Linked DNA regions of Sus scrofa: all the other regions are linked to region 1. The links are chromatin contacts, called in public HiChIP or PLAC-seq maps. All regions are on one chromosome and are shown on one strand. The core of a region is the stretch at or near the end of the contact, and the rest is flanking DNA. Distances in the headings are between cores, read along the strand shown. Region 1 holds the start of MBD6 (methyl-CpG-binding domain protein 6). Region 2 holds the start of NAB2 (NGFI-A-binding protein 2). Region 3 holds the start of EEF1AKMT3 (protein-lysine methyltransferase METTL21B).

Region 1 (5,055 bases), core at 858-3,357:
GCTCCAATTGGACCCCTAGCCTAGGAACCTCCATATGCCACAGGTGTCGCCCTAAAAGGACAAAAAGACCAAAAAAACCCAAAACACCTTATGTCAAGCCATGTCACTCCTCTGTTCAAAATCTTCCAGTTTCACACATAATAAAGGCTGAAGTCCTTAAAATGGCTTAGAAGGCCCTCCATAATCTGCTCCTCCCTCGCCTTGTTTTTCTCATTGACCACTCTCCCTCTTGCTCACTTCAGTCCAGCCAACTGGCCTCCTGTTCCCTAAAGATACTACACACGCTTCCACGTTAAGACCTGTGCTCTTGCTGTTCTTCACCTGGAGTGCTCTCCACATACTGCATGCCTTACTGCTTTGCCTCTATTTAGGTCTCTCATTTAAATGTCACCTCCGAAAGGGAATCCCTGACCACTCAGGTAAACTGTATTCTCCTCTCTGAGCATTCTCTACCCCTCCATGCCTTAGCTTTTCCCGTGGCACTTACATATTTGCTTACTGTATGCCTTTTCCTACTGCAATGGAAGCTCTGGGAGAGCAGAGAATTTTTTTTTTTTTCTTTTGTCCATGGATGTATGCTGAGCCTCACACTGCATGGCACATAGGAGGTGCTGGTTAAATATTTGTTAGGAATGAATGGTGCATTCTCCCCTGTCCCTCATAGGGATAAGGAGGATGAAGCCCAGAGGCAGAGCAGCAGCTGCCTATCCCTGGGGACTGTAGACGCAATACCGTCCTGAGTGTTTCTCTGCAGGGCTGTCCTCCCTGGGGAACCCTCCTTGCCTTCCAGTGTGTGGGACATAGCTTTCATCAGCAGTGGAGCCGCAGGCCAGAGGGCTGCAGAGCCGAGCAGGGGGCTAGCTAGCCTGATGCAATGGTTACACAGAGATTAGTTGGAGACAGGACACGGGGAAGGAGGCATAGACCAATCCCAGGGGAAGGACAATTCATTGGGGAGACCCCAAATGGCTTTCCTCACTTAAAAGATCCGGGATGCTCTCTTGTGCAGGAGACCCAGGGAGCTCTGAGGAAAGGGAAAACCCATCTCCGCTCCCGGTTCATGGGCACCCCTCTTCCCAAAGGCTTGTGTCAGCCTCTTTAAGATTCTGTCCTCTGCAAGGGCGCGGAAAAAATGTCCTGTGGAGGGTCCAGAAGCCCCAGCTACTGACGTGGCTATGCTGGCCCCGAGACGCTGCGGCTGAGACAGGATTGGGGGTGGGGAAGGGGCAGGGCCGATGGTGGCAAAGCCGGTTAGCTACGGTCACCAGGCTTCTCGGCGCGGGGGTGTGTCCTGTTGCTCGGCCTCATACCGGACAGGCCTAACGAGGAGGCTTGGGGTCAGCAACCGGAGAAAATACATCTCCCGAGGGCCCCTTCACCGACCAACAGAGAGCACGGTCTGTGCTCCGGACATAGGTGGGATAATACTGTCTTGCCAAGGAAGAGAGTCCGTAAGCACCATTTCCGAATAAAAGATTCCCCTCACTCCACCGGACAGTCACCTCACCGCTTTGCAGAGGGGGTGGGGCCACATCCCAAAGAGCGGATGCCCTAACCTGGAGAGGACAACTGGTGTTCGCGAGGATGGGAGAGTAAAAAAATAGGGAATCAGTACTCGCCTCTCTCCTCAGGTTCCGGCTCTGATTTTGGCTCTGTCGCTGCCACCGGCTCATCTTCAACATGATATTCTCTAAGCCTTAGACTCAAGCCTCTGACCTCCGCAGCGCAGAGCTGGGATCTTTTAACAGGGCCTTGCCCTCCCCTCTGGGGCGGATCCAGAAGCCTACCAATCAGAAAGCGGCACGCTGGCGTTGGCCCCGCCTCATCCCCTACATCCGCCACTCAGGAGCTCCTCGGCCCCGCCCCCATCACCTCCTCCCGCTTGGGGGTCGACTTCGTGTTGGACCCGGAAGTGGCTTTGGGTCACGAGGCTTCGCGGAGGAGGTGAGTGAGTCATGCGCGCGCGCGGAGGGGAGAGCTGGAGGGGGGAGGGGAGGAAAGGGGGGCGGGGATGATGCAATGTTTGGCAACCGGTGTCTGCGCGCGCACGCGCGCAAGGGACTGAGAGGGTAGTGGGAGGTGCGGGGGGTGGGGGTGCGGGGAAGAGGCGAGAGGGCGGGGCGCCAGCTCCCGGCACCCAACGGCCCCAACGGTTTTCAACCCGTCACCCCTAAGCTGCGGTGTGAAATCTCTCTGCAGCTTGTCTCTCTCTAGAGCTCATGTTCCACCCACCTGACATTAGCCCCCGTTCTATTTCCTCCATAAGGGACTCCCATTTTCCTCGCTTACCACCCTCTCCCAGCTAATGGACAGAAGGTCTTTTAAACATCCTTCCTTTGAAAATTTGCATCCATCAAGATTGTTTGCATCCTCTCCAGTTTTCTTAAAGGGGTCTTTTCTTTTAGCCCCCTGATTTCTTCCAAAGAGGCTGAAGAACTTGAATCCCCTTGGTGGTCATTTTCAGTTCCTCCCCTCTGAAGAGCACCCTTAGACGTTTATCTTTGCAAAGTTTCTGATGAGCCCTCAGCAAGCCAGAATTCATGTTCATTGCCGGGTGGACCGGATTCTGTCCCCCCCCCCCCCCACGTGGTGCTCTGGTGCCCTTCACCCAAGCCTGGGCCCGCCCTTTTCAGTGTACCACACCTGCAAGTCCTGTGACTCCCTGCTGTGAGGAGCCGGGCCCAGGCCTCCTGACTTCTAGGTGGGCTACAGTAGAGCCTTGTTGCCTGGAACACTGCTTGCACGTGAGCACACTACTGCTATGGAGTGGATTGTCAGGAGCCCAGATTCTAGCTTCAGCGGTCCTTCACTTGTCCATGAATCCTAGGGCAGCCACCTAATCTCTCTGTGCCTCGCCGTTCTGGTTCTCAAATACAAGATAATGAATTGTGAAAGTAAAATGAAAGACTTACGAACTTGGAGGCAGCTTGAACAAAAATGAAAAGCACCATGCAAAATTCAAAGTATTTTTCCAGTGCCATTAGGTAGAAAACATAGGCCATGTGGTGTCCTGTTACATATCCTCATACCCTCATGGGGGCAGCCAGAGTTTGTCCTAAGTAGAAACTGTCATAAGACCGCTTGTCGCTAGATAGCAGGTATAGGTGGTAGCGTGACGGTGACAAGTCCTTGGCCAGGCCTGCACCATTGCTCTAGACCTCCATTTCTCCTTCTGTAAGTGGAGGCGGGGGTGGATTGGACCAGATGGTCTCTCCTGGTCCAAAGACATGACCAGGTCGTCAGTGACAGGCAGAGGTCATGTGACTTGACAGGCCGGGGTCGTGTTGTGACATGTTGACCTGGGGAGGCGGGTCAAGTCTCAGCACACTACCCGGGAAGCCTTTGGGGCGGGGCAGGGCAAGTCGCGACTTTCATCTTTTGGGGCCAGCTCCTCCCGGACCTGGCATTCCTGGTTCCCCTAACAGATTGCGGCTTCGGAAGGGGCCCCTCCCCGAGGAGGGCTGGGATTGGCCACCAGTGGCCTGGGAAGAGGCTCGGATCCTTCCGCGGAGGGCGGGGGGCCGCGTGGGGTGTTTGTTCTCTTGGGGATTAATGGGGGGTTGTGGGGGAGGGGTAGGCGCGCTCCCGCATGCGCACTGCGACCCCTCCTGTTGGCTCGTCGTTGTCCGCTGGGCGGGGGCCCGGCCCCGCCCCTCTCCCGTCCGGGCAGCGGCGGCGGTGGCGGCGGCGGCGGCGGCGGCGGCAGCGGCGGCAGCGACGGCGGCGGCGGTAGCAGCCTGCGCAGTGCCTTCTGGGAACGGAATCCCCAGGGCTGCCCCTGGCCCCCATGGCGCATGCGCGGGAGGCCGCTCGGTGATCCGCGGCGGCGGCGGCGGCGCTTCCTGCTAGGACCGGCCAGGGCCGTACCGGAGGCTCGGGCTCCACCGACCCTCCTCCCACTCCCTCCCACTTACCCTCTGGGCCGCGACTGCGCAGGGCGGGGCCGGCCGAACCATGGGCCGCGGTGAGTGCAGGGCCCGGCCCCCCACCTCGCCCCTCCCCCTCCCCTCCCCTCCTGTCCCTACCCTCTGCCCCCGCGTCCTCTCGGCCTCTTTTCCCTGGCCCCATCCCCACTCCCCCGCCCTCACCTGCCCCCACCGTTTTTCCCTCTCACTGCTTGACTTTTGCCTTCTTCACCTCCTTCCCCTCAGTGCTTTGCCCACCCTCTACCCGCCCTCTCCCCAAGTTCCTTCCTACTTCATACGCCTTCCCCTCCTCCCCAAGCTGAGGGAAGCAGGCTGGGTGACAGGGCGCCTTGTTATGAGAGGGAAAGTTTAGAAGCCGCCAGTGTGGGGTGGGAGCGATGGTAAGGTTGGGGAGGATACTTGCAGGTTTGGAGGGCGTCCCCGTATATCAGAAGAGAATCCCTCTTGGAGCTAATTTGAAGCCAGTGGGACAGGAGGTGCTGAATCTCCTTGCCTTAGGCTTGGGGGGAAATCAGGAGCTTCTGAGGATCGTGGGAGAAGACAGAGCTGTGAGTCCAGCGTTTTAAGAAGACCCAGACGAAGTAGATCAGTGATTGTCTGATGGTGCCAGGCATGGGGGGAGTTGTGCTGGTACCACCCAAGCGGGCACTTGGGCAACTGCCTGGTGACCTCTGGGGCAGTCTGTACTTTTGTATGGTCTTCCTGAAGGGGAAGGAACAGCAGGAGCTAGAGTCTCTGGGAAACTTCCTACTGGCTTGGTATTGGGGGAATTAGCTCACACTTCTGGATGAAGGCTTTTTTCCTTGATGGGACAAAGGGTTCTCACCTATATATCTAGGGATTGAACTGCGATTCCTTGATCCCTCAGAGTTGAGGCTTTGACCCTCTGGTCCCCAGGGACTGGACATGGACGGGATGGTGGTAGACTCAGCAGATCCCTGAGATCTTTATGGATACTTAATCTATAGAAGATCTTTCCCTCGAGAGTATCCTGGGCTGTGGTGCTCTCCTAGGTTAGGCAGTTTCCTCACGGTCCCTTCTCTCTCCTGTGTTGCAGGTGTGGGCTAAATCGGCGGTCCCGGCTTTAGACTGGACCCCACAATGTTTGCAGAGATGTTCAGGTAGCCAT
Region 2 (5,055 bases), core at 1,917-4,416, 390 kb before region 1:
AAAAAAAAAAAAAGCATGGAGACATGGAAAACAATGGTCTCCACTTGAACAGTTCTGCCCAGGTTCAGCCTCCTCTGGAGTAAAATCTGTGTCAATTACCCTTTTCAAAGCTGCTCCAGCCTGGAAACAGCATCATCAACTCAGTCACTTCAGAGGGTCCACCAGATACCAGACCAGGAAAGACCCCAGGCTGAAGATGAAACCAGCAACTATAGTCGAAATGCGTACCAAGAGCCATGAGGCTACTGAAGGATGGAAGAAATTAATTCTTCCTGGCGGAGGTGCAGGAAGGCGAGGGACCAGGCAGGTGACATTTGAGCCAAATCTTGCTGTATTTGGCCTGGTGAAAACTTGTTGGGGGGTAGGGGTGGGTGCGGTGAGCAGTGCAATCTGCTAGATGAAAATCTACTCCTGCCTAGGAATGACAATCCTTCTGGTTAGCAATATCCGCACTCCTCTTCCACCCACTTTCTTCACAATCTTTTCCTCTGTTTTTGGAAAATTGAGACCCAGGATATTGTTTCTCTTCCTGAAAGAGATCAGTATAGACAATAAACTAACCCTTGATTAAATGAGATCAATAGCTCAGCTCTGTGTGCCCCTGAGAACAATGAGGTAACGGGATGGGGGGGTGGGAGAGTGAAGCAGGTGAGTGGGTAGTGAAGTGGCTTGAGCCACACTGGGGAAAATGGGGCCCAGGGAGAAAAGAGAAGAAATTAAGATTTTTGTATTTGCCCCCACCCCTTTTTTGTCAACCTCCCCCCACCTGTCTCTTATCTTTATTGTTTTTCTGTAGTTTTTCATAGTCCCAGTCTCTTTGTGTCTCTGTCTCCATTTGCTAAAGGCTGGAAATTCCTTGTTCTCAACGGAAGGGAGTAGGAGGGGAGTTGGAGGTGGTAGGAGTGGGAGGTAAGAGAAGAACAGACATCTCAGCAGCTCCGGCTGCGGGGGCGTCTGGGCCTCTGGCGGGGCTTGACAAGTCAATGATTTTTTAAATGTGCATATTTTTAAATCCACACAGAGGGGCTCACAAACCTAGAGAGAGACAGAGACACAGACACACAAGTCGATGTAAAGAAGCATATAAATACATAATCTCAGGGTACAGAGGCACCAACTGGCACTAGCGTCTTAAATTTGCTTATTAGCATTTCACAATTCACAGAGTTTTCATATACACCCTCTCATTTGACCCTCACGACACCCGAGAAACAAAGATATAAACACCCCGGAGTTTCAATCTCAAACACAAGTTCGCACTCAGAAATTATCCCTTCTGATCCCTAGGGGAGTTGGCTGAGCCAGTGCAAAGGATTTTTCTCCCCCAATTTTTCTCTCTGGCCTAGTACCCGCCCCAGGACCGTGGAGCCCAGGCCCCAGAATAGGCTCCTCCCTCATCTCCTTTCCAGGGCCGGGACTCTAGCGCCCGGCGCCCACTTGGTCACCGCCCCCTTGATTCACGCCCTATTCAGCCGTCTTCCCCGGGCCAGCCAGCGTCTCCCTTCGGATCCGGGGGCTCAGCACCGCCCCTAGGGGGCCCGGGTGGGAGGGAGGGGGGCGCCTGGAGCAGAGACTGTGTGGGCGGAGGATGTGCGTCACGGGGAGCGTGGGCAGAGGGAGGGAGGAGGCACGTGGAAACCCCGGGCCAGCCGCTGGCGCCCAGGTTCTAAAATAACCGGGAGAGAGTGGGGGAGGGGCGCCCACACATTTAAGAGGGGTCGAGGAGTGTCTCCGCCGGGAGCCGGTGTAGGCGCGCCCTCCAGTTGTAGAACCGAGGACTCGGTTCGCTCCCGATCACCCTCCAACCCCATTTTGGGGGCTTCATGGAACGGACAAGAGAATCTTGGCTACTGAAATTCCCCCCAGTGGTGCACCTCTCTTCTCCTGTCCCACCCGGAGACGGGAGGGTCCCCTCGCCAGGCCGGAATGTAGAACCAGCCCTGGCCCACGCTACCCACTCCTTGCTGGCCCGGGCCACTCAGAAGTGCTGAATGATGGGTGGGGCTGAGATTTTGGATTAGGGGGAATTTTGCCGCCCCTCCTCCTTCATTTCCTCGGGGCGTAGAGCCGCTGGGCCGGGCTCTAAGAGACCCCGCCAGTCGGCCCTCTCAGCCGTGGGCGGGAGTGTAATGGGAACCAGATGGGGCTGGGAAAAAGAAAGGGGAGGGATGGTGGGTGGCAGAGAGGGGCAAAGCTCCTTGAAGGAGCTCCTCCCTCCTACTCCTCGGTAGGGAGCCACGTCGGTAGGGAGCCACGTCCGACGCGCCCGGCCTCCGCCGGTCTCCCACTTGACTCCGGCGAAATACCTTCACAGACGTCCCTAGAAGGGGTATCCTCCTCCCAAAGTTGCCACACAGAATTCCCCAGAGGTAGGTCCCCATTCTCAGCAAATAGGATGCTACTAGCGGAAGAAGGCAGGATACCCCTCCCATCCTTGCCTGACCTAAGCACTAACAACCCAGCGCGACTAATAGACGCGCGTCTAAGCAGCAGGTTATGGCAAACCCCGCCCATTTCTGTTCCCCGAACTTCGACGTGGTTTGGGAAGAGTGCGAGGATCTGTGAGGGATTCCTGCAGAGCTCCACGTTCACAGATCTGTCCTAAGTGCACACTCTACGGGAGTCAGAAGCACCCACGAGAGGAGCCGCGCACCCCAGTCTCCCAACTTTTCCTGGCTCACTCCTAACATTCACACGTATAGCACCGCGAAGCCCGAGTGTGGGCAGCAGGCGACCGGGTAGTTGTTTAGGCGCGTGTGCCCGTCGGTGTGCTTCTCTGTGTCTTTGTGTACCTGTGCGTGGTTGTGAAACTCCGCTCTCTGCTCAGAGGGGAAGGAGGAGTGGGAGTAAGAATGTCGCCGGCTGGGCGCTCACGTGGGTACGTGGGCGCGAAGAAGGCCGGCTGTGCATCCGGCGTAGGCGGCTCCGAGCGACCTCGCCCCGCCCGCTGAGTCCCCAAGCCCGCCTTCCACAGCCCGGCCTCGGTCACTTTAGTCCCCAACTCGGCGCCCTGGCGCCGAGTCCCCGCCCCCGCCTCCTGCTCCACACCCCCCTCCCCACATTCTCCGCCTCTCTCCGCCTCTCTGCTGAGGCTTCTCCACCGCCGGCCGAGAGGCCCGGGCGCCCGCCCCCCGCCCACAAGCCTCCGCCCCCGGCTCGGCCCACGCCCTCCGCCCGCCTGGCAGCCAGTGCTGCGCCGGGCCTCGCTCCCCGTGCGTCCTGCGGGGGCGGAGGCGCGGAGAGGCGGCAAGCGCAGCCGGGGAGGGGGGGGGTAGAGGCACAGACAGAGGCGCGGAGGCTCGGAGAGAGGAGACGTGGAGGAAGGGACGGAGCCCGGACAGCGGCGGACACGGCCTCGCGCGCCAGGAAGATCGCAGCACACAGAAGGCGCCGAGCGCCGGACACTGAGAGGGGCATCCCCGGTGGTCTCCAGCCGTCCATGCACAGAGCTCCCTCCCCCACTGCCGAGCAGCCGCCGGGCGGAGGGGACAGCGCCCGCCGGACCCCTCAGCCCAGACTCAAGTAAGTGGGCAAAGGGAAGCGGCGGGGAGTGGAAATGGGTGGAGCTGGACTCGGGGAAAGGGGTCCGGAGGGCGGAGGTCGAGGAGAGGACTAGGGGAAGAGGGACGGGGGTGGGGGGTGGAGACTGATGGAAAGGGGGTGCGCCTTCGAATTAGGGGGCCATGGGAGCAGGCAGGGATCTGATGAAGCTGGATGTGAAGGAATAGTATCTAATTCTCCATTCCTCGTTTACTCTGTGAGCATGACCTGGCCTGTGAGCCCCTGCAAAGAATGTGGGGGCTCCTAAGTGCCAGGGGAAGCCCTGGAGTTCTAGCTGGCAACAGTGCTGGGGAAGAGCCGCTCAGCTGGCACAATCTGTGGTTGGCATGGAGCGCGCCGCTTTGGGGTCGGGAGAAGTCGGCGCCTTTGAACCAAGAGCGCATCAGAGCGGCTCTGCAGGAGCAGGACGTGCCTTAGGCGTCTATTTCCATTTCCGTACCTTTATTTACAGAGTGGGGAGGGGAGTTTCGGTGTGCAGCCCCTCCCTCAAGAGGCCTTGAGTCGCTCCCCCACTCCACTTGAAGATGTGGATGGAAAAAGGGAGAGAGGGGTAGGCGGGAGCCCCCCGGCGGTTTTCGCCCACGGACGCTACCACCGTGGGAGTGTGTGTGGGCGGAACGGGCCGCAAAGCAGAACAATTGAGGCACTTCTCCCCTCCCCTGTGCCTGAGCTGAAGGGATGGGCCTACCTCTGGAGCAGGTGGGAAGGTCACTGCTGGGAGAGGGACCAACCGAGGGCCACTGGGCAGTCTGGAAGAGGGGGGAGGTTCTGGGGAGAGACAGCAGGAAAATGCCTAATCCTTGGGGAAGGCTTAGCAGAGGTGGGAAAAGGTAGCAGAGTAGGGGTCTGCTTGGCTCCTTGAGCTGAAAAGGGCAGGGAAGCCACACCCTCTGCCTCAGCCACATGAGCATAATGCCACCAGAGAATAAAGCTGCCCAGGTGTCCATTGTAGGGAGGTGGGGGCTCATACATTCACCTCAGTGTGGGAAGCTAACTTGTGTAATGTTGAGATTGCTGGGTGTTTGGGGGGAAGACGAGGACTGTGTTCTGGAGGAGAGGGTGGTCCAGCCATCACCGGGGTGTGCTGGCTGGCTTCAGCGCGCAAGGTCTCCTTGTGCCAGGCCAGAAAAGTAAAAGTTGAGGATGGGGGAACAGAGCCTTTGACTTCCACAAAGACCAGTATGGTTTTTAGTACTTCTGGCCAGTTTGGGATGGCATTAGCATGGCTGTGACTCTGAGCAGTGGTTGGTTCTTGTGGTTTGGGCTCCGACCTAGGCACTGGGCAGAGAGAGCATTCGGAAGAGGGGTGGGAAAGAGAAAACAACCGTGAACGTGTGTTCGTACCCAGCAAGGAGGACTTGCACTGACCGCCATCCCCTCTCTGTCCTGTGCCTCCTTCTCAGGCCCAGTGCCCGAGCCATGGCCCTGCCTCGGACACTGGGGGAGCTGCAGCTGTACCGGGTCCTGCAGCGCGCCAATCTCCTTTCCTACTAT
Region 3 (5,055 bases), core at 986-3,485, 270 kb after region 1:
TTCACCCGGATCTCCAGACCCAGCATCAGTGTGTCTGGGAACAGCGGTGACAGTGCCACTGAACACAGACATAGGAATGGAATCATCAACCTCATACTTGCGAGATGTGCAAAGGGGTCAACACAGGAAAGGAAGCCTCAATCTGCAAGTACCAAAATCAGTAATGGGAAGTGTGGCCAGCCAGCTACCTGCGCAGTTGGCCCTGTGCTGGAGAAGTGGGCTGGGGGAGACTCACAAGGACTGGAAGAGGGAGGGCCAGGGAATACATGTATCTTTGCAAGTGCTTTAAAGTTTTCACACATTGTTTCATTTAATCTTCACATACTATGTGGTAAATTGCAAAGATGAGAAAACTGACTGTCTGAAATGCCCAAAATCACAGAGCTAAGAAGAGGGAGAACTGGAACTCGAACCAAGGTTTCCTGCCACCAAGTACCATGCTCTTCCTCTCTGTTGTGCCGTTAAGTCTATGGAGAAGTGGGTCCAGCATGCATGACTGGGATGATACAGACAATACAAGAGAAATTTGACAATATGAGCTCAGAGAAGGAATGAGTTCTGGTGAGGAATGGGGGCGGGGGAGGGGTGGTGGTGGAATCCCTGAGAAAGACAGTTCAGGATCACTGGCCACAGTGACTAATCTCTGACGCTTGTGCTGACCAGCTCACTGACCCGGCACCTCGCAGGTGAAATGGCTCATGTAGGGACTGGGGCCGGGGCGGGACTAGACAGGACAAGCCAAGTTTAAGAGTTTTTAAGGCAGCCCCCTCCCTTCTCCAGGGCAAAGGCCACAGACCCGGAGTGGAGAGAAGGTGGAGGTTCTCCACACTGATGTCACAGCACCAGCGTCTGGTCTGAAGGGGAAAGGCCAACTACCAGCCCCCACCAAACCTGCTGAGGTGGCAGAACCTAGGCATTGCCTCTCTTTGCCACAGAGAAAGGGCCAGAGTGTTACCTAACAGGCCACCATAACCACAGCCTATGTCTGCAAACTCCACTTGGGCCTGAGCTCTCTTTTCTTTCTCATCTTTTGGGTCATCGTGGCTCTGATTTTGAGTCGGTGGAGTGAAGAACTCTGGATATAGCTCAGACCAGTCCATGTCCTCTGGCTTCACAGGGCTATTGGAGAGAAGACGTGAGAAACATGAGAAGGATGGTCATGTCGTTGCAGAAGTGATACAACATGTGTGTGGGTGGATGGATGAGGGTAGGAAGTAGGTTAAAGGAGTGTTTCTCAAAAATTCTGTAAGAGCGGGTCCTGTGGCATCTAGGACTCACAATGGAAACTACCCTTAACTCCCAGTGTGAATCATAGACCCATCATGAGGCCCATTAATTGCTGATTTGCCCATCTCCATTTCCAGGGGTTGATGTAACTCTAGCCAGGCACCTCTCCTTTCCGGGGCACAAGTTCCCTTTGTCCCAGAGACTGGCTGCCTAAGACAGTGGGACCTTACTTTGCTATTGAAATGTTCTGTGGGAAGAGGAAAGTGGGCGGGATTGTATATACGTCTGTCTTTTTGTTAAATTCTATAAATGAAACTGAAAGACAGACTCTTCCATAAGTCTAGTTTCGATAACAATTTTTTTTTCTCCTCACTTGCGGCATGCGGAAGTTCCCGGGCCAGGGATCGAACCCGCGCCACAGCAGCGACCTGAGCCACTGCAGTGAAAATGCTGGATCCTTACCCCGCTGTGCCGCAAGGTAACTCTTTTGCAACAATTTTTTTTCACTTTCCAGACTTGCACCGCTACCCAGACTTCGGCCAGAACGCCACGCCCCCTCCCAACGTGCCAACTCCGCGCTCTGCCAAATCTCCCTGACCCACCTCCAAAATGACGTCACCCAGTTGATTTCTCCGAGTCTAACCTAAACCTTCCAACCGTCCCAGCACAATAGCTCTTCCGCGCTGCACCGCGCTATTTTGGGGGTCCTACCTTCCTTTCCCTCCCCGCCCCCCGCCCTGCTCACTCACTAGCACAGTGTATGGTCTGCCATGGGGTTGGAGTGAGCCCGCTGTCGATAGTAGCGCTTCTGAGGCTGCGAGGCTTCGGCTTCTGCCGCGTCCCGAGTCTCGGCACCCGCCATGATCCCTAGCGGCAGTTTCTCTACGGAACCCACGTGGAGACAGAGGTTCTGGGCGCAGGATAATGACGCAATCAGACACGTTGCGAGCAGAGCCCGCCCCTTAAAGTCCCAAGAGCGAATTCGGCTGGGCCTGGCAGGGCGGGGCCGCAGGGGGCCGCAGGGGGCCGGTACGGGAGGGCTCCTCCGCGCCGCTGGTCTTCAACACACTGGCAAGGCTAGATCTGCACCGAGCCTCTTTCCTTAGCCTGCTTCTACTTGGTCTGGGTTACACTCTTGGTTGCAGGCCCCTGTGCCCCTCGCTGGTGAGAGGGGTCCGAGGACCCCGCTTCCTATGGTGAATTAATCCTCGCTCCTCTCCCCTCCCCCTGGTCTCCAGGCATTCAGCTGGATCTGACCCTCGCGGTCCCGCGTGAGTCCCGTCCGGTGTGCGCTGGAGCCCTGAGCCAGAGAGGCCGCTCCTCATTCCACGTCCAGGAAGTCAAACTGGAGGAAAGAAGGCAAACTCGCGGAGGCGGGGCTCGGTGCCACGGGGCAGCCGAGACTGCCCACGGCCCCCCAACCCCCACCCCGCTTCAGCTCTGGGATCCGAGTGCCCACCGGCGTCCCTGCACTCTCTTTGCCAGATGGCAGACCCCCGCCCAGATCCTGAATCAGAGCCCGAATCGGTGTTCCCACGGGAGGTCGGGCTCTTCGCCGACTCTTACTCGGAGAAGAGCCGGTTCTGCTTCTGTGGGCACGAGCTGAGCATCACAGAGAACTTCGGATCCCGCCTTGGCGTGGCAGCGCGCGTGTGGGACGCGGTGAGGAGTGGGCGGCTCTGGGCTAGGGTCCGCGGGAGGTCCAGACCCCGGACTTGCCTCCTTCCATATGGAGCCATCCCCGCTACAGTCTTTTCTCTTTTTTCTTCTGTAGGCTCTGAGCCTGTGCAACTATTTCGAGAGTCAAAATGTGGATTTCCGAGGCAAGAAAGTGATCGAACTGGGAGCGGGGACGGGCATCGTGGGTATCCTGGCAGCACTGCAGGGTGCGTGAGCTTTGCGGTGGGAGATGGTGGAGGGGGTACGGGACAGGGATATGAAGTTTTCTTCCTGAATTCTTGGGAGAGGGGAGTATTTTGGGACCAGCCCAGTCTCTTCTTTTTAACGAATCTTCCCCCACCCCCAGCCCACCTCCACCTGCTCTTGTGTGGCCAGACAGCGCTGGTTGGCTGTAATAGCACCCAAGGTGGTTGATTTGGAGGCAGGAAACAAAAATCCGGCAGGCCTTAGCAGAAGGAATTTTTCCTGCGTTTTTGCTCTTTGTGATTTTTTGTGGACTATGCTGTCATGTAAAATCTTTGCTTTGGTTATGGTCTTCTGTCAAAGCGCATATATGGGGGTACCCTGTAGGGGGAGCAGTCTGCAGGTATTAAATCTCATAAGTACTTTGTAACTTCATTGCGAGTATATTTTTGATTCTTTAGGTTTTGATTGCTTGGGAGGAGCAAGCTTATGAGTTTCTGAGGGTTAAAATGTGTTTTGTGGGAAGCAGGGTAGAAATTAGGCACTTCAGACTCAGGAAAGGAAATGGTAAGGAAAATTTTGCTTCATTTTTGTCAAGAACCAAAAACTACAAAGGAAACAGTTCCTTGGTTTATAATCTAATGGGCAGGCAAAACTTCACACTGAAAAGATTCCTTTAAAAACACTTATGGGAGTTCCTGTTGTGTCACAGAGGAAACAATCCTAGTATTGATGAGGATGCAGGTTTGATCCCCGGCCTTGCTTAGTGGGTTAAGGATCCGGTGTTGCTCTGAGCTGTGGTGTGGGTCGCAGCCACAGCTCAGATACCAAATTGCTGTGACTGTGGTGCAGACCAGCAGCTGTAGCTCCAATTTGACCCCTAGCCTGGGAACTTCCATATGCCATAAGTGTGGCCCTAACAAGCAAAATAAATAAATAAATTAATTAAATTGAAATTAAAATGACACTTATGATGTGGAGTTCCCATTGTGGCTCAGCAAGTTAAGAATCCAACTAGTATCCATGAGGATTCACATTCCATCCCTGGCCTTGCTCATTCAGTTAAGGATCCAGCATTGCGTGTTGCTACGAGCTGTGGTGTAGGCTGCAGGCTTGGCTCGGATCCCAAGTTGCTGTGGCTGTGGCTCAGGCTGGCAGCTGCAGCTCTGATTTTACTTCTAGCCTGGGAATTTCCATATGCTGCAAGTGGGGCCCTAACAAGCAAAAACAAACAAACAAAAAACCCCCACTTATGATGCCATCTCCCTAGGAATGCAAATTAACATGTCCTTGTTCACAGGGACGTAACACAAAACACATTCAGGGAAGTCTTTCCATTCATTCAACCAGCATGTATATAGAATCTCCTATGTGCCAAGACTCATGCTAGGTGCTGGGATACAGCAATGAGTAACACAGATTTCCTCTCCCCAGGGAGTTTATGGTCTAGTGGTGAAGATGGGGAAAGATGTTACAGCATGAGAACTATGTTGGGGTATGTGCAGAGCTAGTGGACATGCTCTGGCCATGTCTTCCTTGACTCTCTGGGAGTCCATCAAAGAGACGCTCTGTCCAGAGGAGGAGCGTGAACACCCCAGGCTTAGAAAAATGGAGGGAGTGTCAACAGCAGCTTTCCATGAAGGATGGGTGGATGAGAAGTGGGTAGCTAGGCTGAAATGTGAGAAAAGGCATGTGACATGGATGGAAACATTTTTCACTTGCTCCTAGACTGGCTTCTTCTTTTGCTCCCTATTCTGCTGCCAAGTCAGAAATCTGGTGTTATTCTCGTCCATTGCCCTCTCCCCTCACATCCTGCCAATCAGCAAGTCCTGTGGGTCATATGTCCCTCATATTTCCCCAGTTGTCTGTTCCTCTTCCCTCCATCTGTAGTTCAGGCCACTGCCATCTTTCCCCTGGATTTTCACAGGCATCTTCGAGCTTCCCTAGGGGGGACATTTGGCATGC

What was found. HiChIP or PLAC-seq counts read pairs in DNA pulled down with a chosen protein or histone mark.
Region 2: an H3K27ac HiChIP or PLAC-seq map of alveolar macrophages shows a contact between it and region 1. The contact joins the promoter of NAB2 here to the promoter of MBD6 in region 1. A contact is called at or near these places in 2 of 47 Hi-C or Micro-C datasets (heart right ventricle and liver) and 1 of 2 datasets of contacts at active chromatin or transcription factors (alveolar macrophages).
Region 3: an H3K27ac HiChIP or PLAC-seq map of alveolar macrophages shows a contact between it and region 1. The contact joins the promoter of EEF1AKMT3 here to the promoter of MBD6 in region 1. A contact is called at or near these places in 1 of 47 Hi-C or Micro-C datasets (liver) and 1 of 2 datasets of contacts at active chromatin or transcription factors (alveolar macrophages).

The regions. Positions count from the first base shown.
Region 1 is chr5:22,788,113-22,793,167 of Sscrofa11.1, forward strand. It overlaps MBD6 (methyl-CpG-binding domain protein 6), which reads left to right and starts at 2,108. Exons shown (of 14, transcript XM_013997655.2): 1 at 2,108-3,964; 2 at 4,984-5,047. It also overlaps a transcript of DDIT3 not described here.
Region 2 is chr5:22,397,109-22,402,163 of Sscrofa11.1, forward strand. It overlaps NAB2 (NGFI-A-binding protein 2), which reads left to right and starts at 3,167. Exons shown (of 7, transcript XM_001929485.5): 1 at 3,167-3,522; 2 at 4,965-5,055. The coding sequence starts at 3,440.
Region 3 is chr5:23,060,879-23,065,933 of Sscrofa11.1, forward strand. EEF1AKMT3 (protein-lysine methyltransferase METTL21B) reads left to right here and starts at 2,236. Exons shown (of 8, transcript XM_021091900.1): 1 at 2,236-2,889; 2 at 3,002-3,113. The coding sequence starts at 2,713. It overlaps METTL1 (tRNA (guanine-N(7)-)-methyltransferase), which reads right to left and starts at 2,147. Exons shown (of 6, transcript XM_003360738.4): 1 at 1,977-2,147; 2 at 956-1,119; 3 at 1-58. The coding sequence starts at 2,089.